4 separate regions of the Zea mays genome follow, and all the other regions are linked to region 3. The links are chromatin contacts, called in public Hi-C maps. All regions are on one chromosome and are shown on one strand. The core of a region is the stretch at or near the end of the contact, and the rest is flanking DNA. Distances in the headings are between cores, read along the strand shown. Region 1 holds the start of LOC100284289 (serine/threonine-protein kinase WNK4). Region 2 has its middle 31 kb from the start of LOC109945628. Region 3 holds the start of LOC100502224. Region 4 holds the start of LOC100381930 (transcription factor LHW).

Region 1 (5,643 bases), core at 409-2,908, 330 kb before region 3:
TACAGAGGCTTAAAGTTGGCTTGTTGACACTGTTTTCAGAGTTTAAAAAAAACAAGGATGCTCATGGATCTTTTTTGCAATTTACTCCAAGTTTCACCACAAAATATGGAAATCCCCAAACATGAAAGTTGCTTAACTTTTGTTACCCTATCATCTTGATTTATACACTTTTGACTAAAAGTGCATAGAACCTGAAATCACCCTATAGGGCACTATTTAGGGTTCCAGATTAGGGTTTTGAGTGTTCTAGGATACATGTAGCACTTAAGCTCTCCAAGATAATATTTCTTGAGCATTTCTACCAACTTGTCAAGATCATCCTTTAGTACTCATCTTACAAGGCCACATGTTTCTAATTCTTAACGAGAGATATTCTAACCTAGGGTCAAGAATCCCTTTTACCAAGTCAGATCATCACACAAGCATCACATCACATGTTGGTTTTGAAATAGCCTAGTGGATGCATCCTAGGTGTATCATACATAATGTAATACTAATGCATATGATGTCATGCCAAAGTTTTAGTTCTCGTAACACCAGGGGTGTTACAGCTACGGTCTATGATCAATTCCCAGATCGTGAGTTGTTTGGCATGACATGTGTTTGACTCGTGCCTTGTGTCGAGTCGGGTCGACATGTGTCTGCCTAAACGCGTTAAATTTTTTGGTTAGATCGAGTTTTTTGATTTTGGGTCAGATTTTAGATAAAAATTATGGCCTATATTCGACTTATAGATTATTGTGGATCAAAAAATATGGCCCGCGTACACCGTATTGGTGGGATTAGGGCTGGAAAAAAGCTCGAGGCTGGCGAGCCAACTCGAGCTTGGGCCGACTTGGCTCAGTTTGGCTTGAGGCGGCTCGCGAGCCTCAAGCGAGACGATGCAGGTTTTCAAGCTCGTTAGTCCAGTGAGCCAAGACGAGTTGGCTCGCGAACTATGCCAAATTAATCAACGTATTGAATATTAAAAAAATTAGAGATATCTAACTCATTCATTAGCCTTTGATGATGAAAATATAACAATTTATAATCTAGATTATTCATAATAATGAATGATAATTATATTTTTCACATTTATATACTATTAAGTCACTATATATGTAATACTCCCTCCGTCCAAAATATAATTCTTTCTAGTTCATTTTTTTCTGTCCATATTCAATCAAATAAGAATAAATATAGACACACATGTAACCTACATTTATATGTTATTTAACGAATATATGATTAGTTTAAACGAATTATATTTTAAGATAAATAGAGTATTATTTATCAAAGTATAGCTCATGAGCCGAACTTCGTTCTAAAGGTCATTGAATAGACGAGCCAAATTTATTAAGGGTCTGTTTGTTTCGCATGGAATGAAGGTGGAATAAATCTGACTTGGATTTCTTTAATAACTACTATAAGTTTTGGAGATTTGGAATTAATCCTTCCAACAGAAACGAACAGGCCCTAAGTCACCTAGCCACGCCGACTCGAGCCAAGACCAACTCGTTTCCAGCCCTCGTGCGATTCGATAGCCCATCCTCAGGTGTAATTCTCGCCATGTCTCCGGGCCCACATGCAGCCTCACGTGATCCCGTTCCTAAGTTCTAACTACCCGCGGCGCTGTGCCCGTGGAACTTGGAACGAGTATTTACTGTATTTTGAGTCACAACTCACAAGGGTAGTTCAAAGTCCGGAACTCCAGACTCGCGTTCGCACGCCGCCTTTCGCGCTGCGTTAGCGCCTTAGCCTGCTAGGGCTCGTCGATTCATCGCCGGCTCGACTTCTGATCTCGCGGGCAGAGCAGCGCGCCGGCGCGATGGCTTCGGATCCGGATGTGTCCGGCGGCGAGCAGGCGGAGCCGCCCGACGATGTGGACGACCCCGACGTCGACGAGGTCGACCCCACTGGCCGCTACTTCAGGGTATGTGCTGCGCCGCCCAACCGCCGTCCCTTCGCTTCTGCTGCTAATGCCGCCATGTTGATAAGTCTCGTCGGGTTGCCGGGTGGGTTGGCGCTGGGGGCTTTCAGTTTCCTGAATGTTGAATCTTGATTGTATTCTGAGCTTCTGCGTTTATTCGTCTGATTCTGAAAACTATAGATCTTTCCCTGATCTCAGCGGTTTCGTGCGTGCATTGCAGTACAAGGAGGTCGTGGGATCAGGGGCCTTCAAGACAGTGTACCTCCCTTCCCTCTCCTCAGCAGTTTATGCAGTAATTAGTATTACTAGTTTCCTGGATTTCAGGCTGAGTTTTCGAGAAATCATAAAGATTCAACCTTGAATACCAGATTATTTTTGTTTTTTTAAAAATATGACGTGAAAACTTCTTGCTTGTGTTTGTTGATTCACGTGATCGATTTGGTTGGCAGCTACAAAGGTTTCGACGTGGTCGAAGGCATCGAGGTGGCATGGGCTAAAGTGGAGATAACCGGCCGGACCATGGGATCCCCCAAGGAGCTCCAGCGGCTCAAGACGGAGATCCAGCTGCTGCGGTCGCTCCATCACAAGCACATTCTCAAGCTCTACGCCTCATGGGTCGACAACAAGAAGAGGGCGGTCAATATAATCACTGAGCTTTTCACGTCCGGCAACTTGAGAGAGTATGTAAATATAACATAACCCCTCCCTATATGTGCTGCTACGATGGAGTGTGATTGTTTTTATTATTTGTGCCTAGTACCTTATTTTGTGGCAAGGTAAATGTTCAGTTATTTACTAATGGCAAACAAAATCTGAACAACTCTTTCTTTTTTCAAATTTAAAATCTAATGGTAGTTTTAGTTTTCACTTCTCAGGGGACAAAAATAAATACAAAGTTGGTTCTTTTTTCCTTTCCATTCAGAAGGACAGCAGCTGTACAGAAGTAGCTAGCTTCACCATCCCCTTTCATGATCTATGTTATGGTGTGGTTAGGTACCGTACGAAGCACAAGAAAGTTGACATGAAGGCAATGAGGCGATGGGCCAAACAAATACTGACAGGGCTAGCCTATCTGCATAGTCAGAAGCCACCAATCATACACAGGGACTTGAAGTGTGACAACATTTTCATCAATGGGAACCATGGGAAAGTTAAGATTGGAGACTTCGGTTTGGCAATGGTGATGCAGCAGAGGAAAACACAGAGTATACAAGGTACGGTTTTCTACAGGCTACGCTGCCACATATTTCTGAAGCATAGGAGATCTGTGGTGAGCTTGATATGGTTATCGGTAACATGTAACCTGAAACACAGGCACCTTAGAGTTCATGGCACCAGAGCTGTTTGGTGAAAACTACAACGAGTTGGTGGATATATACTCTTTCGGCATGTGCATGCTTGAGATGGTGACTGGTGAGTGCCCTTACAGTGAATGTCAGGGCTTTGTTCAGATATACAAGAAGATATCTGAAGTAAGTGACCTGTCACCTAGATAGTACTTGTCTACTTCAAGAGTTCGCTAAAAAATAACCAGATTGTTCCTTTTTGTTTTATATGAATGGTGCAATAATGGTATAACTGCAGGGTGTAAAACCAGTTGCTCTCTCCAAGGTCAAAGATGCAGAAGTAAGGAGTTTCATAGAGAGCTGCCTAGCTTCAGCTGCTGATAGATTGCCAGCAAGTGAGCTCTTGAAGAGCCCTTTTCTCATGATAGATGACATCATCATCAATGATAAAACCTCTAATCCTGTGCAAGAACCTATAGCATTCCCGCCAAATTTGGATCTGGATCTTGAAGCCACACCAATTTTTATATCTTTGCTACCAAATGGAACCGTTGATAATGGGAAGGGATCTTTCAGCCTAGTGCTTCGAAGGGGTGGATTCGTACTAGAAGGAGATATGAGTGGTAGCAACCCTGTTAATTTATTACTAAGGATTCCTGTCCCCAATGGTAACTGCAAGCATCAAAATATCATCTTTGGTTTGTACAAATCTCGATTTGTACCATTCACTGATGCTGCGTTTTTATTCTTTTGGTCTTGTACAGGTAAATGTAAGAACATTGAGTTCGCGTTTGACCTGGAGAATGATACAAGTCTTTTGGTGGCTACAGAGATGGTGCAAGAGCTTGAACTACCTTCTTGGAGCATGCCTATTGTGGCAAAGCTGGTAGATGCGTTCCTGCTCAAAACTGTTCGTGGTTGGAGGCCGTGTGTTCAGGTCGGTCAGATGATTCAGGCAGTGCAAAACACTGCATCCGTGAATGGAAAAAGCATCTGAATCAATGTTTGTAGCTGATGCATTATTCTGCACCTTATGTAAATATATCATGCCCGAATGCAACGCCAGGCCTTGCTGACTAAGCACATCTTCTTTTATCTGATGCTGGTTAAAGTTTGGGCATGATTCCTAATTAGAATAGTGGTATGTTTCGTATTTTTTTTGGTTCGTATTGTTAGAAAGAGGTTCAGAGATAAGAGAAATTAAGAATGCTGTAACAGCCATCCTTGCTTTTTTTCAGTTTTTTTTAAAAGCCTTACCATGTGTCTATTTGGTACTGCTCAACTTCATGATTTGCAGCTTAGCTTTACAAGAAGTCTGTTGTTCACTTGTTACCAAATGCTATGGATAAAAAACAAGACAATTGTTAAGGATAAAGGACATTCATCCTCCGAAGCATTGTTTTTTCTTGGATCCAATGTTCATCGGACGAAGGTCATGAAAACATGCATTCATCATATCATTACTCATTAATAGGTTAATATATACAGATATCGATATAAAAGATACAAGTTATTGATTCATTGATATTTACATTCCATAAGGCATATATGAATGTCAATATAATTCGTATTACAATAATACATTCGGCTTGCTCGAAGGTGAAGACGCGAGAGAGCAATTATAATCCAGCGTGAATAGTACGATGCTACTGTTCATCTATTTATAGGTCCGAGTAAAATTGCATTCATGACCATCGACATCTATATATAGACATAACTTAAATTACTAGGGTCTATCTAGTTTTTTCATCCTTTCCTTGATCTAAACCGAAGCTGATGGTAGCTTCGACACTTGGCGTCGTTGCTTGTAAGCGAGATCTTCGTCTTGAGAAGCTTCAGCAGAAGGAGGTAAGACTTCAGTATCGCTTTGCCGAAGGTGTTTTTATCTCGAGAACCTTTGCGGTGCTAGATTGTTTTTTCATAACGAGCTCGATCCACGAAAAACACGAAGGTTTCAGAATGCCGAAGATCCGAAAAACATCTTTCCTGAACTTGTTATCAAAAAACGATTAAAATATTCCGAGCGCTGGTCGGTCCACCGTTCAGCCAGTATACACGCTTTGGTGGTTCGCCTTCTTCTCCTGCAAGGCTATATAAACAGACGGGTTGGTAAGAAGTTACTGCATCATTCATTGCTATTGCACCATTGTGCTGTTGAAAATTTTAACCAAAGACGAAGCTCTCTGCATTGTGCTTTCAAACAAGCACTTCGTCACTTAAGATTAACTTCATCTAAAAGAAGCTGAACATTGAAATGGCCAGAGTAAGATCCACTGCAAGGGTGTCTGAAAGTCACCTAGAGGGGGGGGGGTGAATAGGCAAATCTGAAATTTATAAAGTTTAAGCACAACTACAAGCCGGGGTTAGCGTTAGAAATATAATCGAGTCCAAAAGAGAGGGCGAAAACAAATCACAAGCGAATAAGAACGAATGACACGGTGATTTGTT
Region 2 (5,657 bases), core at 2,093-4,592, 270 kb before region 3:
TTCCTTACAGGTCGGCAATGTGGTTTTCTTGCTTCATGCTTTTTACTATGATATCATCGACATATGTCAGGACATTCCTATCAATCTGAGAGCTGAGGACTTTGGAAGTCATTCTGCTGAAGATTCCTTCGGTATTCTTGAGCCCCTTGGGCATCCGAAGGTAGCAGTAAGTCCCACTAGGGGTTATGAAGCTTGTTTTAGGCTCATCTTTCTTCTTCATCTAGATTTGATGATAACATGAATAGGAGTCCAATAAACTCATAAGCTCCAAAGTGGCTGCTGTGTCCATAAGGGAGTCTGTTCTTGGCAAGCGAAACTCATCCTTCGGGCATGCCTTGTTGAGATCTGTAAAATCAATACACATCCTCCACTTTCCATTGGCCTTTTTCACCATCACAGTATTGACTAGCCACTCTGGAAATGTCACCTCTCTAATTACTTTGGCACTCATGAGTCTTTTGACTTCATTTCTTGCACCTTCGACTTTGTCATTGGACATCTTCTGAAGCTTCTGCTTCCTTGGTCTAATAGCTGGATCTACATTAAGTGAGTGTTTAATGACATCTCTGTTGACACCACAAAGACCATTAGCTGACCAAGCAAAAATATCCTTGTTGTTGAACAGGAACTTTAACATAGTTTTCTCTTGTTCATCGGACAATTGGGACCCCAACAACACCTTCTGCTTAGCTATGTCTTCGCACAGAAGCATAGGCTTTGGTTGATCTACTGAAACAACCTTGTCTCTTTTATGTTTATAATGTTGATGAGCTTCGGCTTCATCTATGTCATGGATGGCCTTTGAATCTGTGCAGTTCCCTTCGGCTTTTCTGGCAGCCTCTTGACTTCCATGCACAGCGATAGGACCTTGGTCAGAAGGTATCTTCATGCACAGATATGCTGGATGGAGTATTGCTTCGAAGGCATTCAGCGTCCCTCGACCAATCATTGCATTGTAAGGATAGTCCATATTGTAAATGTCAAATACAACTTGTTCTGTTCTTGTGTTATGAACATAACCGAAGGTGATTGGCATTGTTATCTTTCCAAGTGCCACTATCTGCCTCCCTCTGAAACCACACAAGGGGTGTGTTGCATCATGTATCTTGTCATCCTGCTCCTGCATCTGCCTGACGGCTTTTGTGAAGATGATATCTGTTGCACTGCCTATGTCTACAAGGACATTGTGAACTTGAAACCCTTTGATAATGCTAGATATGACCATTGCATCATTATGTGGGTAGTCCTTGAGCTGAAGGTCTTCCTGTGAGAATGTGATTGGTACATGAGACCACTTGGATTTTATGAAGGGTCCTTGCACTCAAACATGTTGTACCCTTCTTTGCGCTTCCTTCTTTTGTTTCTTATTGGCTGGTTCAGAGCTTGAGCCGCCTATGATTGGAAGCACCAGCTTCGTAGCCAAAGGTGTCGTCACAACTTGGTCACCTTGCGAAGCCATTGTCGTGGTCGTGGAAGTGAGTTCACTAGAGGTGGGCGCCAATGTTATTCACTTGTTCTCAAATGCTGTGAATAAAGAACAGGGCAACACGATTGTTAAAGATTAAGGACCTTTGTCCTCCGAATCATTATCTCGTCCTGGTTATAATGATCTTCAGACGAAGGTCACGAAGGACATGCCTTCGTGATTTAAGAAAATAATAGTCCATATCTATATGATATATGTAATCTAATCATTCATACATATATGTATTTTGTAATATACCCATGAACATTAACAAAATTTATATCACATTAATACCTTCGGCTTGCTCGAAGGTGTTGACGCGAGAGCAATTCAATCCAGCGTGAACAGTACGAAGGTACTGTTCACCTATTAATAGGCACGGGACGCAGCTCGGGTGAAAATACATTTATGACCTTAATTTGTATGCATAACCGTAACATAAATCATCAGGGATTAACTGGTCTTTTTCTTTTCGGTTCAGCACCATGCTTGACCTTCGTCATCATCTTAAGCCAAAGTTGTCGTCCTTCGGTTAGAAGCTTCGATATTCGTCATTATGGTTCTCAGATAGTATCTTCGTCTTGAGGACCTTCGGCAGAGAGGATCCTCAACATCACTTTGTCAGCGATACCTTTCTCTTGATGATCTTCGGTGGAGAAGAAGACCCCCAACATAAATGATTAATTGTCTCGATTTTGTGACAAAAACAATATTGTTTACTGCCTTGCCAATTTCGGTTAGCTAGATTGTCTTTAGTTAAAATAACACTTTTAATTAAGTACCATAGAAACATCTTAATCTTTAGGGGTGTTCTCATTTTCCTTATTTTCTTATTTATTATATTAGATACGTCACTACAGATCAAGGCCAAATAGTGAGATTTCACTGAGCACTATCCATTCGGATATAAAGTCTAGCGAACTTCATCCTCTCTTTATTCTAGCACAACATTAGAAATATGTGGCAATAAGTTATTCAAAACATCTAATTTGTGACCAATTAAATCTCGTGCCTCTCACTCGTTTTTCAAAAATAACTCACTATATATATAGTGCTCTAGTCATTAAAAATAATCGATTAGCATTTGTCGCGTCCAATGCAATCCAATCCAGAGTAGAGATAGCATTGAGTAAATACCCGTCAGATATTACTATCTCATACTCATACCAACGACGAAAAATAGCTCCGTCGGGTCACTTATATCTTCTTGTATGTATGGATTGACATCTATACCTATACTCATGTGGTTATGAGTCACCCCTCGGGTCACCCGTACCCACAAAGATTAAACATCTACATTATACAAATGTCAAGTATATCCATCTAAATATGATTATAAAATTTCTAGCATCATTCAATCATCTATTCAAGAATATCATAGATAATTGAATAAAGTAGCAACACTAGAATAAACTATGTAACACATTATATGTTTTATTACATGGTCATTAAATAATTGTTAAGCCTTATATGATATTATCGTTCCAAAGGTTGTTAAATAGTGAAAAAAGATGGATAACTAAAGCCAAAGTTCATGCTTTTGGGCTAAGTTTATATCGGGTATTTTATATCCACAAGTTAACAAGTATGGGTGAGGGTGGAACGTTCTAATGCTTGTTTAATCATTAGGTGAAGGTTTTGCCTAATAAAAAATTTAGTGGTAGAACATTTAGCTTATATACCCATCTTAATATATAGTAAATATCTATCGAGTAGTTTAGGGTACTAATTACCATCTCTAATCCAGGGACATGAGTCGCTTTCTCGACTTGCACGTTCCTGGTGCTTCTGAAGTCTGAACCGTACGTATCTACTATTCTACTGTCAAAGATCTAAGGAAAAAATTGCCCAACTGTGGCACACGCCATCAATCAATACAGTAAGGGCAATGTCATGAGAGTGACACTGCTGTGACATGTCCGACTGTCCTTGTCGGCTGTTGATAAGAACAGGGGACAATCATTCACGTTGCTTTCTCGATTTCCACGTGATTGGGGGGCGAAAAGTTCGACATGGTTGGTTCACTAGTGCGATCTGTGATATGCATCCGATGATCCATTGGTATGCAAAAGCGAAGAATGGACAGTTTTTTTTTTCATAGCAGGGCCCGTTCGAATAAATTTGAGGCACTGTGCCAAAACTAATAGTATCTATATTTTTATTAAAAATAATTAATAAGGCTATCTATCCAGGAACATACCTATATGCAAATTTCACTTTACGAATAGTATAGTCTACAGAGTATTTTAGACGACCATACGAGTGTAGTGCTGAACGCTGTCCAACAATCTACAACTTATAATAATATATATTGTAATAGCACATAAAAAACATATCTATTTTATTTGAATAACATCGTTCTTTTGGTATGGTTTAAAAAAATTTCTACAATATGATTATATTCGATCTTCCTAAGCCTTCACTCTCGAGTGCTATTATGGCTAAATAATAGTCTTTATTGTGTCCTAGTAGAATACAAATATGAATTTAGTAGCTTTACTTTAAAGAAACTTCGTTGTCGTGAGCAGACGTATTAGGATCCTATGAAGATTCATTTTTTGGTTCAACCCTCGACAGTTTCGCTTCGACGCATCGGCAGGGTCGGGAGAAAAATAGATACTACATATTAACATGTGTTATACAAAATTATAAAACTAGAATAAATCTGCTAACTTTTAGGTCCTTTAATTTTTGGAGATCCTGTACAAACGCGCTACTCGCACATACTTAGTCCCGGCCCTATCATAATTAACTAAGCATGTGGCTCTGTGTACGTTGATCGATCCGTGTCGCACCTGCGGCTGCTGCTGTAAAAAAGCATAAGCGAAATAAAAAAAAGGATTGGTCACGATAAAGCTCTCCCCTATTTTCACTTCTACAATTTATTATGGAAACAATGCACCGATTTGTACTCTAATCATTGTGATCACCACACTGAAAGAAAGTACTGACAGATATTTATAATTGTCAACCCATTATTGATGTGAACTTAACCCCTTCCGAAATCAAACTAAACAGATTGGCTAACAAAATGATTCTAGCTCTAGATCTAATCATGGATCCAAAGTATCACTATTAAAAAAAACCTAACATGACGTTTGGATCCCTTCATTTTAGATGAATTTAAATTCACTCAATAAAATAACTTATTTAGTTTAGAATTTTACATTCCACTACTTTCTGAAGTTCAGATTTAAGCCTATCTCAAATTCATGGGATGGGGGATTGAAAATGATTTTATGTATTAGTAGAATTTGTTCTACTCTGTAACTTACCTGACACTTTTCGTCTCACTTCTCTATAGTAAAAATATAGCACATAAATATCTCCAATATCTTGCTAATAATACTATACAAATATATTTTTCATAAAACCGAATTAGCTTAATTGATATATGTCTAAATTACTATTATTAGGATGAAATTTAATTCTAATGATCCAAACAGGGCGTAAATAACAAATCATACCAATCAAGACATGGCCACTAAACAACGGTAGGATCATATTCGACCTAAGACCTTCCAAAGGTTTTATCTAGCTTTATTTTGTAGTTGCCTCAAGCACCATGCATGCAAAATAAGAGAAAAGGAAGAACCTAATTATTCAAGTAATCTAGCGCTAAACCTTCAATAGAGGTTAGAAATGGCATGTACTCACCGTCCCTAGTCTCCCCAACAAAGAAATCAAGAGCAAACTCTTTCCCTTAGATATGAATTTGTTGTTGAAGCCCTCACTGCTAGAGAAAGTACCATCTATTGGGAACAGGCTACAGTATCGGATTCCCAACCGATAACCTTTAGTCCCGCTTGTTTGATCTGGTACTAAAAATGCTACTTTAGTATGGTTCTTGGCATAAACAACGAAATACATCAATAAAGAATTAAGGTGCCGTTTGGTTCACATATTTGTAACGTAATGGGTAACGGATAACGTTAAATCATGTTTGTTTTAGTCCAACCGTAATCAGATACCACACTATAATTTGATACCAGCCAATTCAAATTTGTTACCGTCAGTAATCGAGCCGAAACCATTACCATTACATTTGCGTTACATTTTTTGAACCAAACAGCACCTAAGTTACTTAATTCTACGAAAGATGTTTGCAAAGGAAGCATTAGTGTAGGCTTTTTGTGGAATTAAGAGGATGATTAAAACTTGGCTAACTGAATTGAAAGGTCAATATGGGTCT
Region 3 (5,200 bases), core at 2,629-5,128:
CGCCCCGGTCCCGGCCCCTCCCTGGCGTGGCGGCCCCCCTGCGCGGCCGTGGCCCCCTGCCCCACCCTGCTCGTGGCCGTGGCATGGCGGCGTGGCTCGGCGTGACCCGACCTTGCTTCCTCGGCCGCGGCGCGGTTCCCCGCCCCAGCGTGCCCTGCCCCTGCCCGGCGCGGCCACGACATGCCCGCCCCTACGCGTCCTTGAGCTCGGCCCAGTGTGCCTATGGCGCACGGCCTTGAGCTCGGCCAGCGCGCGGCCCCTCGCGTTCGGTCCCGGCGTGGCCCCGCTGCCTGCTCGCGGCGCGCAGCGCGACGCGTGCGTGGCTCGGCCCCAGCATGCGCGCGATTCGTTCACGGCGTGTCAGCGCGGCCTTGCGCGCGCGCGTGCTCGCGTGGTGCGCACGACGCTTTGACGCGGCTCGCCGTGCCCTCGGCGCGACGCGTAGCACTTCGCCACGTTCGCGACGTGCTCATCTACCCCTAGACGTGCCCGTCTACCCCTAGCCACCCGTCTACCCCTCCCCATGTATTCTATGCGTAGTGATCACGTTATTTATATTAATGAAATGGAAACTCAACTCAGAAATTGATTACGTTAGTTATTTCATGCAGTTAATTATCGACTTAGTTTAATGTCAACCAATTGGAAATAGTTATAATTCTATCAGTGCATGTGATTAACACTTGTTAGTGTAACGAGGTGTAACTAGATCACGTAATGATTAATTATGCATCTACCCGTAATACGCTTCGATTATAGCTTTAACCACTACGAGACCTTCCTTCTTCTCTTTCTAGCCATGGCGAATGCAATATCGTATGTCATATCTTATGCATATTCAGTTTATCTGCTCTCTTGTATGGTGTACTGTTTACTTCCTAATTCAAATGGATGGATGTATGTTTGCGCTCGCATAGAGAACGGTCCGGTTGAGGAGTCCAAAGAACTCGCAGGAGAAGCCCCTGAGCAGCAGCTGGTTGGTGGAGGCAAGTGTCCCTTGACCTATCTTTGTCCTATACAATTCTATAATTCACTTCCCGCATTTACACAGTTATACCTAAGGATTGACTAGCTTTTGTTATCCATGTCCTTGTTTACCTATTTGGGTTGGATTATTATGGTTTAGCTTTATGCTAGTGCTTAACATTAATCAATGAACATGATGAGATCTATCAATGATACGTTGTTTCCCTCCTTTATTATGATGTTATACTTGTGGCATTTAAGGGGGCTCGAGCGGTTTCTCGAGTGCCTCTCCGTAAGGACCTGTTCGTTGGATGACCGCCCGGGAAAACAGTGCAACCATGAGGGTGGAGTGGGACGCCCTTAGCTGAATAATTAGAGGACCCGGGGTGTAGTTCGCTTAGCCGTCATGCCGTTAATGGGGCTCGGTGTATGCGGCTTGCTCCGTCAAGTTTGGTTCGCCCCTTGGGGAGGAGTGCGGTGCATTTAGGAAACCTAACGGGCGGCTACAACCCCGGAGAATCTTTGTAAATGCTACGTAGTGATACCCTGCTGGGTCACCTTGGTAGTGATCAATGGAGAGTCATGATCTCCAGGCAGAAAGGGAATCACAGCTTGTGGGTAAAGTGCGCAACCTCTGCAGAGTGTTTGAAAACTGATATATCAGCCGTTCTCACGGTTATGAACGACCAAGGGAGCTCCATTGATTAGTGATACTTGGTCAGAGATGTTCGGATTACAGGTGGCAATGAGAATGATGGTGTGGCATTAACTATGGTAATGGTAAGTGGTACTCTTTCCGTTTGGAAAGGGTACGTTTGGGTTAATAACGTGGGTTAATTCTAAAACTTGGCTTTCTCTACTAGTAATAATAATCTGACCAACTAAAAGCAACTGCTTGACTTATCCCCACATAAAGCTAGTCCACTACAGCCAAACATGATATTTGCTGAGTATGTTGATGTGTACTCACCCTTGCTCTATACACCAAACCCCCTTCCCCAGGTTGTCCACATTGCAACCACTGCTCAGGAGAAGATGAAGCCGTGGAAGGAGACTTCCAGGAGTTCCAAGATTACGACGAGTTCTAGGCGTGGGTTAGCGGCAACCCCCAGTTGGCTGCCTGTGAAGGCCGCGTGTATCTACGTTTCTTTTCCGCACTTTGATTATTGTAAAGACTATGTGGATATCTTAGACATATGATGTAATCAACTATAATTACCCTTTTATGTTATGATTTTAGCACTGTGTGATGATGTCCAGTTATGTAACTGCTGTGTACATGAATTGCTGATCCTGGCACGTACATGGTTCGCATTCGGTTTACCTTCTAAAACCGGGTGTGACACTACGATGTACTACCATGCGAGGGCTCATCGTCAAGGCTGGAAATAAAACATAAAAATGAATTACACTACTGCTATTGTCAATATTACTCAACATGATTTGTAGAAAAGTTAGTAAATGTAGAACGATACACGTACATAATATCATTCCAGTTGTATTCCATCTACCCACTTCCTCCTACTGTACAAGAGAACTTAGGGTTATAGGGTGTCGTGCAATTTGCTGAATTAATCAAAGGGCAAGAACAAATTGGCAGTCTAGCTGTGCGATTTGCTGAATTAATCCTACTGTACAAGACAACTTAGACACGCTGTAGAGAACTGGGCGTGGCTGTGCGTATCAATGGAACTGGGAGTCTCAAACTGGGCGCCGCCGGTGGAATGCCGAGGTGAGCTGGCCCGTCGCCGGTGCAAGTCGAGATCCAGGCGCCGCCAGTGGAGGCCGCTGGGAGCCGGGCACCGCCACCACAGGGATATCAGGCGCCGCCTCTCAGTCCAAGCTAGAGATGGTAATGGGGACCCGATCTCCGATCCCACATGGGGAATTACTCCATTAGGGGATGGGAACGGGGAAGAAACTTCCCCGTGGGGATATAAATGGGGAATATTCATACCCGACAGCTAAACGGGGATGGGACGGGGAAGCATTCCCCATCCCCATTTTCCGCTGGGACCCGTTAAACTTGCATGTGATGGTTTTTTCGTGTACTAGTTAACGATAAAAATAAATAATTTCTTTGTCAAAAGACCACTAATTGTATAAATGTGTTCATTTTGATGTATGAATAATGATTTCTTATATCTGACAATTTGTATAAGTGACAATATTTTACATTAATAACAAAGAACGTATTTCCTAATTATAATTTATATGGGGATGGAGATCCCCGTGGGGGATTTATCCTCGCAAGGAACGAGGATGAAGAAGAAATATTCCTCGCAAGCGTTCGTGGGGATCCCTATGATTTTTTTTTTATCACGGGGATGGGGATGGGAAGCTATTCCCCAGCGGCGAATTCTCCATTGCCATCCCTAGTCCAGCAGAGAAGCGAGGTGAGAATGAGAAGAGAGAGGGGCAAGTTGGGAGTGGCAGCCTGCACTAAAATGAGTTGAGCGACGACCATTATGACCATTATGGCCAGGGGCACAAGCATCTGATCAGTTTAGTAAAATAAGGTGAAGTTTCAAATAACTCTCTAAACAATATTTTATCTGTAACCATACGATTGATAATGGTCTCTATACGAAACATGTTTTTATAATGATATTTGAGCGAATTCTAAATTACTGGTCTCTATACGAAACATGTTTTTATAATGATATTTGAGCGAATTCTAAATTACGACAGGAATCCAAATTTCTCCCAGTGGAACGGTGGAAGTGTGGAACCATCGCATAAATGCCCCACTCGTCAGCGTGGAGCGTGGCTATATGGACCCACATGGCATTCGGCTACACGCATTCGCTAGGTGGGCCTCACAACAGAGCACACAGGCTGGTTCGAGACCCCGGGCACGTTTCTACAAATCCTAAGAAAACTCCAAAAAAAGACAAAATAACCCAGAAATAAAAATCGCCGTGGAGGCGAGTCGCCGCCGGCACCGCCCGGCACGGCCTTCTTCTCCGGCGAAGGCGGAGCTCGTTACGGGGATTCCGCATCCGTTAATCGGTCCCACCGGATCCCTCGCCGCCTCCCACGGGCCGGGCCGCGCCGTGGCGCGCGCGCAGGCCGAGATGCGGAAGAGGATGGAGAGCGTCGACGATCTGATCGAGGAGGCAAAGCTGCGCACCGTCTGGTGGGCGCTCTGCATCTTCGCCGTCTCCTACTTCCTCACGCGTGAGCACGTCCCCCTCTGTCCCTCTCTGCTTCCGTGCCTCATTTGCGACCGAATTGGTTTTGCCACCCCCACCCACACATACAACACAAATGTTCCGCAGCATCGCCCAGACGAGGGATACGATTGGTTCGTTAGCGACTACAACCTTGCCATTTCGTGTCTATCTGATGGACACAGCATAGGTGCGAGAAAATTTGTGTAGCTTGCTTCTGTAAATGCTGGGATTGCGATGTGATTTGATGGCTCATGCGTTACAAACTAGAGACCTTTTGTTGACCGGGAAGCTAGCGCTTGTAGTCACACCATCTGATAGCTCCTGAATCTATTCTGTAGTGACCTGTAATGCCTGTTACGTGGCATTTTTTTGAAAGTTGGCTACTGCTTTTCTGCCTGCATTCTATTTAGTTAATACTACTACTGCTGCTGCTTTTCGGTTACAGTTACTAAGAAGGCTTGCTGGATTTGCTTGAGATCCTGAAAATCCGAAGTTTAGGATCCTTAATTTCATTTTAGAAACTTCTGCATGCATTGTTTATGAAACTGCTGGAGATGGGAAGTGTTAATCTAGGGTTTCCTTAGACTCTCTTTGTGAGATTTCATTGTGGCTAGAGTGCTTCTGGATGGTCCGATGCAAACGATAGATGTTTTGGTGGTTATTAAAACGTGCCGAGTATGAAGCAGAGGTATTGGCATTAGCGATTGGATAAACTTGAAAAGATAGTGATGTTCATTCTACTCTGAGGTGAGGTACAGTTTGTATGTAAATTTCCAAGCCATAATCACCCAGGTGCCACATTTTGAAATTTTCCCGGACTCGGGGGTTGAAGATGAGTTTGTGTCACACATTTCTATGTTATTTACCTATAGTGTGAGGTCTAGGGAATTGCTCTTCAAGCTACAGAATGTGTTATGAATGCATGCAAAAGTTTTATGTTACGATGCTTCAGAGAATTTTAGCTTAGCTTTAGTAACCACTCAAACGATGTGGTGGATATGTGGGGCATCTATCTAGTTGTTGTTGGCAAGTTGTGGTTTCGAATTAATGGTTGAACC
Region 4 (4,884 bases), core at 1,473-3,972, 450 kb after region 3:
TTTACATATCCAAAATTTTGAATGGCATATACTCATTTAGCAATGCACTACTGTTTTCTTTTCCACCTTCCATAGCCATCCACAGATGGAGAATTATTTTTCTAGAGCCTTGTGTGATAGTAATGTTCTTTTTATAGAAAATTAGAAATTTCAACTGATAGTGTTCAACAACTCTGACGAATACTTCAAAAAATTCTCTACTTTTGTAGCATGATCTGGAACTGTGAGGCCTTACCAAACCAGCAGAGCCTAACTGCAGGACACCCCGTGGCAGCACAGGAATGATCGCAATTGTCTGCAGCAAGAAGTTTAGAATGAGGTCCAGAAGCAAATGGTGACTATATACTTTTTAACATTTCCAATTCTCAGTCCAACCCACCTGAATGCCAACTCTGAACTGATTGTTCATCTCCGCAGCAACCTATAAAATTGGAAAACTTAGTGTAAAATCTTGACAACCAGGTTACGTAAACACAAAACCCAATTGGACAGAAGATAGTTAAAAGATCAAGATGTTTACAAAAGCGACTTGGTTTAGTCAAAAGACAAACATGGTGTAAGATCTTCACCCTCTTATTTTTTTTCGCATTCATACTCCCTCAATCTCAAAATAGTTAATGTTCTTTTTGAAGAGCCAACCATTTTTAACTTTAGCTAAATATAGGTAGTGTTTGGTTACTAGGGACTAATTTTTAGTCCCTCTATTTTATTCCACTTTAGTCTATAAATTGCAAAATATGGAAACTATAACTCTATTTTAGTTTCCATATTTCACAATTTAGTGACTAAAGTGGAATAAATTAGAGGGACTAAAAATTAGTCTCTAAAACCAAACACCCCCATATACTCCCTCCGTCCCAAATTAAAATTCGTTTTACCTTTTTATCGGATTCATACAATAATCAATGTATGTTCTATATATATGTCTATATTAATAATCATCCATATGAACGTAGACATAAAAATCTAGAGCTAAAACAACTACTATTTTGGGATGGAGGGAGTATTAGAAAATATTAATATTCATAGTTTATATGTAATACAATAAGATAGATCTTTGGATATATTTTTAGGATAAGCTTATTTGGAGATATATTTAGAACAGATGCTTGCGTCACTTGCCACTATTTTTGGTCTAGTGTGAGCGGACCAGAATTAAAGCAGCTCGCTAGCTGACAAAAGTTGAAGGACTGAAGAAGGCTATACCCACAGTGCTTTAAATGAGGTGGCAGCAGCACAATGGAACCAGACAAAACTGAAATTGGGTTCGCATTTATTTCGCTGGAGAATTCTCAGAAGAGGAGAAGCACTCAGCACTCAGCAGTACTGGCCGTACCTCGGAGGAGAGCCCGTGACCATTGGCGGTACCGCGGACGATCCATTGGTGGTTGCCACTGAACGCAGCACGGCCTACGGTCCTGCCAAAACAAAAAACACAGGCGCATCGCGTTCTAAACAAGAGAGACGATGGCCAAACCAAGAAATCGCTGCGGCTGCTTTTGCTTACCCTTGTCCGACGACATGGACCTGCGACGCCATAACGCTGTGAACAAGCGAGCAGATGGTGTTAGCAGCAGGAACAGAGCACCCGGCGTCGCTGGGCAGAGATTCGGAAGGCTCAGATCCGACAGGACATGACGTGTGGCCACAGTAGCCGTCCTCCTGCACCAAATGCCTGTGCATTTCCAGGGGGGGAAATGAGACAGAGGAACCATAACCATGAGGCGATGAGGAGTATGAAATTTGGAGGAAATTGTTCGGCTTTTTTAGCTCAGATATTCCCATCTTCGAAACTTCGAGCGAATTTTCAGAACAGATTAGCAACGAAAACTTGACGGTTGGAAAAAGAATGGTTGAATGAGCACAAAGACCAAAAAATAACTTTTGTTACGAGAACGAGCAGGATACCAGCGAAGAAAAATGAGCACAATGGCAGAAGTCTTAGATTTTTTGTAAGATTCAGCGGGAGGACGAGCTCGAACACAAAAAAACCAAAGAAAATCTGAGGAAACAGTGGAGGCGGCAGCTTACACGGGGTCTGCAGCACCGATGGCCTTCCAGAAGACGGCGTAGGACCACCCGATCTCCTCGCACAGCCGTCGCAGCGCGTCCCCGACCGCCATCTCCGTGCCCCCCGCCCCCTCCCCTCTTCCTCCAGCCGCTCCGCTAGAACCCCGGCGCCCTCAGCGCCAAAACCCTAGCCCCGAGCCCCCGACTCGGATTGCGAGAGAGAGAGAGAGAGAGACGGCGTCCAGTCGCTCGGTCTACGCGCCGCGGCAGCTGGCGCGCCCGGCCTGCTTCGCGCGGAGACCGCCGCCCCTCCACGCAGCTGCCGCCTCCGGAGCACCTACGCGTCCCCTCGCCGCCGGGGCACGGGCAGCAGCCATCACAGGGCGGGGCCAGTGGCCAGCTCCTTTGCCGAGGGGGTGTCGTCGCCCTCCTCGTGAATACAAGACGAGCGCCTCTCACAAGCGGCGGCGGCGGCGGCGCCTGCGATGGCAGCCACGGCTGCGGCGCGCGGACCTCCCGGATTCAGCCTTGTCGCTGGCTGCTGCCTCCACTCCACTCGTGGGGGCGGCGGCTCAGCCTTGCTGCTGCTGCTGCTGGCTGATCTCCACTCTCTATGGTCTGCTCTGCTGCCTCTATTTGCTTGAGAGCTAGCGTCACTGTTGTGTTGTGTGTGTCTCGCTCGCTTTCGTCCGCATTGCTGCTTTGTTTACTTGCCTTCCTTTTCCTTTTCCCTCTTTTTTTTTTCCCTTGCCTTCGCGGCTCCCGAGACAGCCATCATTCCTTCCACAAAGGGCAAAATGGAGAATTACTTTAGATGATGCTTTATAGTTTTATTTGTACCAAATCCATGTTGTGATGACCAGTCTTTTTTTTTGTCTCCGGGCTCCGGGCACATGGCTATACATTAAAATGTCTCTTGTTTCACAGGTAAAAGAGTTATCATAATGTTTTAAAGTAAAATAGAGTTTCTAAATGATATCCTAAACAATTTAAATTATACTGCCTCTCCGTTTTTTTATTTGTCGTAGTTTAGTTAAAAATAAACTAAGGTGCAACAAATATTTAAGAACAAAGGTAGTGGTACCGATTTTTTTTCACAAACTTGTAAAGTATGTCTCTTAAAATTATTGGTCCTATAAGAAGAACACGGCTTGATGGACTAGTTTGACAAATAATCATTAAGTAGAGTCCATAAATTTAATCATTTCTAGACCAAAAGATGCCTTTGTTTATGAGGAGTCCATAAATTAACAGTTGCGCACTTATTCGTCCTAGATTTTGGAGTTGCCACACGCCGGTTGCATATTAGCTACTTTCACTTTTTGCCATCCTTTTGTCTTTACATTAACCCAAGGCACCAGTATCACCGTAGCAGTAAACAAACAAGAATAAACACGGCCGGAAAAACAAGATCGCTGTCGTCGTCGTTGCTGATTTAGGGTTCATGCCTTATTCTAGAATCTCATAATTACCTAAACAACTCCTAAATTTTTGTATTCGATATTGTGCCAGGCCCTCACAATCTCTAGGTCTGTTTGGAAGTAAAGCATCTTTATAGTTTCTAGACAAAATCGTCGTTTTTAGTGATACCATAATATTTTGTGTCATAAGAATAAATTCATGAAACTATATTTCCAAATCCATGGTATTCTAGCTATCATGATATTTTTGGAGTATTGAAAAAAAACTTCACTCCAACATAAAGTTTTTATGGCATGGCTAGCTTTTGCACAATAATACCATGGTTTACAACGCTGTATCCAAACATCGTTTCTCAAAAACCATGGTATTTGGGAGATGACAAAAACTACAGTATTGGCATAGCAATTGTAAGTATAATATTTTATAAAACCATGGTCATAAAAAATATTGTTGCCAAAAGGGGGGGGGGCTTAACTTAAGCTGATAATGAGATTTGTATTAGTTTTTATGCGGTATGGAACTTATCAAAATTAAATCCATAGGGAACCAAACGTCACGTTAATTTATCTGCAATGCTATTTGTCATTTTAATTTCCACCTGTCACCAAAGCTTTATTATAGTACCAGTAGTAGTACACAACTGCCAAAAGTTGCATTGCTCCAAACAAGACAAATACCTGGATAATATAAAGAAGAAAAGAAAAGGAGCAGCGCAATTGGGAATATATGACATGTGTCAGGAGCAGAAAACTAGAGTATTGCTAGTTGCTGCATACTTGTACGCGTCCTGGCCTACACCCTGATCATACCGTGGAGCATTAGCAATGATGGTTACATGGACCTTCAGAAAAAGGCCTTCTTGGAGTGCAAATCATGCGGTCGTGTATGCTTTTGAGGGGCTCGGGTGGGGTGGGGTGGGGGGGGGGGGGGACAGTTTAGATTTTTAACAAATAAAATACTGTAGTATAGTATAGTTTTCCTTGCATAAAGGGCGCGAGGGAAAGTAATAAAGTGTATAGATAAGCCATTCAGACGGCCAATGCTGCGCCTGTGCTAGCTAGCTAGATTGGAGACTTTTTCCAGCAAAGTTGTACTCCATTTAGCGAGTAATTGAGGCTATGCATGGTGATCATTTGATTAGAACCTAATAAATATGGCCAGAGGTTAATTACAATATAATGATAGCTTTCTTCCATTTAAATCGATCTATGTGTTTCAGGGATTTCTGCATTCCAGTTCGAGACCAGCACTTTTCCTGATGATTAAACTAAGACTATGTTTGGAAGCAACTCAGTTCTTTTTATCTTTTAGTCAAGAGAGGCTAGCTTTTTATATTTAAGAAACTAAGAATCTAATTTCTATAAACTGATTCATAAATTGGTATGTTTGAAACCACCTCAATTTCTATATATAAACCAGTTTGTTAAAAAATGGGTGCTTCTAAACAGGGTC

The links. A called contact is a pair of places that touch in the nucleus more often than the background predicts.
Region 1: a Hi-C map of leaf shows a contact between it and region 3, with 5 times the contacts expected there. The contact joins the promoter of LOC100284289 here to the promoter of LOC100502224 in region 3. A contact is called at or near these places in 5 of 25 Hi-C or Micro-C datasets (ear, leaf and tassel).
Region 2: a Hi-C map of leaf shows a contact between it and region 3, with 8 times the contacts expected there. The contact joins the enhancer-like site here to the promoter of LOC100502224 in region 3. A contact is called at or near these places in 2 of 25 Hi-C or Micro-C datasets (leaf and tassel).
Region 4: a Hi-C map of leaf shows a contact between it and region 3, with 5 times the contacts expected there. The contact joins the promoter of LOC100381930 here to the promoter of LOC100502224 in region 3. A contact is called at or near these places in 3 of 25 Hi-C or Micro-C datasets (all in leaf) and 1 of 3 datasets of contacts at active chromatin or transcription factors (leaf).

Annotation. Positions count from the first base shown.
Region 1 is chr4:220,019,937-220,025,579 of Zm-B73-REFERENCE-NAM-5.0, reverse strand. LOC100284289 (serine/threonine-protein kinase WNK4) reads left to right here and starts at 1,658. Exons shown (of 7, transcript NM_001398974.1): 1 at 1,658-1,912; 2 at 2,130-2,167; 3 at 2,359-2,589; 4 at 2,903-3,123; 5 at 3,224-3,381; 6 at 3,494-3,863; 7 at 3,960-4,416. The coding sequence starts at 1,808. The coding sequence ends at 4,192.
Region 2 is chr4:219,961,371-219,967,027 of Zm-B73-REFERENCE-NAM-5.0, reverse strand. No RefSeq gene overlaps it. Among protein-coding and RNA genes, the nearest start is that of LOC109945628, 31 kb to the right of the region's middle. Within about 2 kb of position 3,342, at least 14 of the 20 cell types and tissues checked have an H3K27ac peak or open chromatin away from gene starts, as enhancers often do. A contact at or near this core is called in leaf and tassel, where this site is marked.
Region 3 is chr4:219,690,562-219,695,761 of Zm-B73-REFERENCE-NAM-5.0, reverse strand. LOC100502224 reads left to right here and starts at 3,878. Exons shown (of 15, transcript NM_001363236.1): 1 at 3,878-4,146. The coding sequence starts at 4,044.
Region 4 is chr4:219,240,885-219,245,768 of Zm-B73-REFERENCE-NAM-5.0, reverse strand. It overlaps LOC100381930 (transcription factor LHW), which reads right to left and starts at 2,722. Exons shown (of 10, transcript XM_008681465.3): 1 at 2,032-2,722; 2 at 1,508-1,675; 3 at 1,337-1,418; 4 at 380-421; 5 at 236-295. The coding sequence starts at 2,123.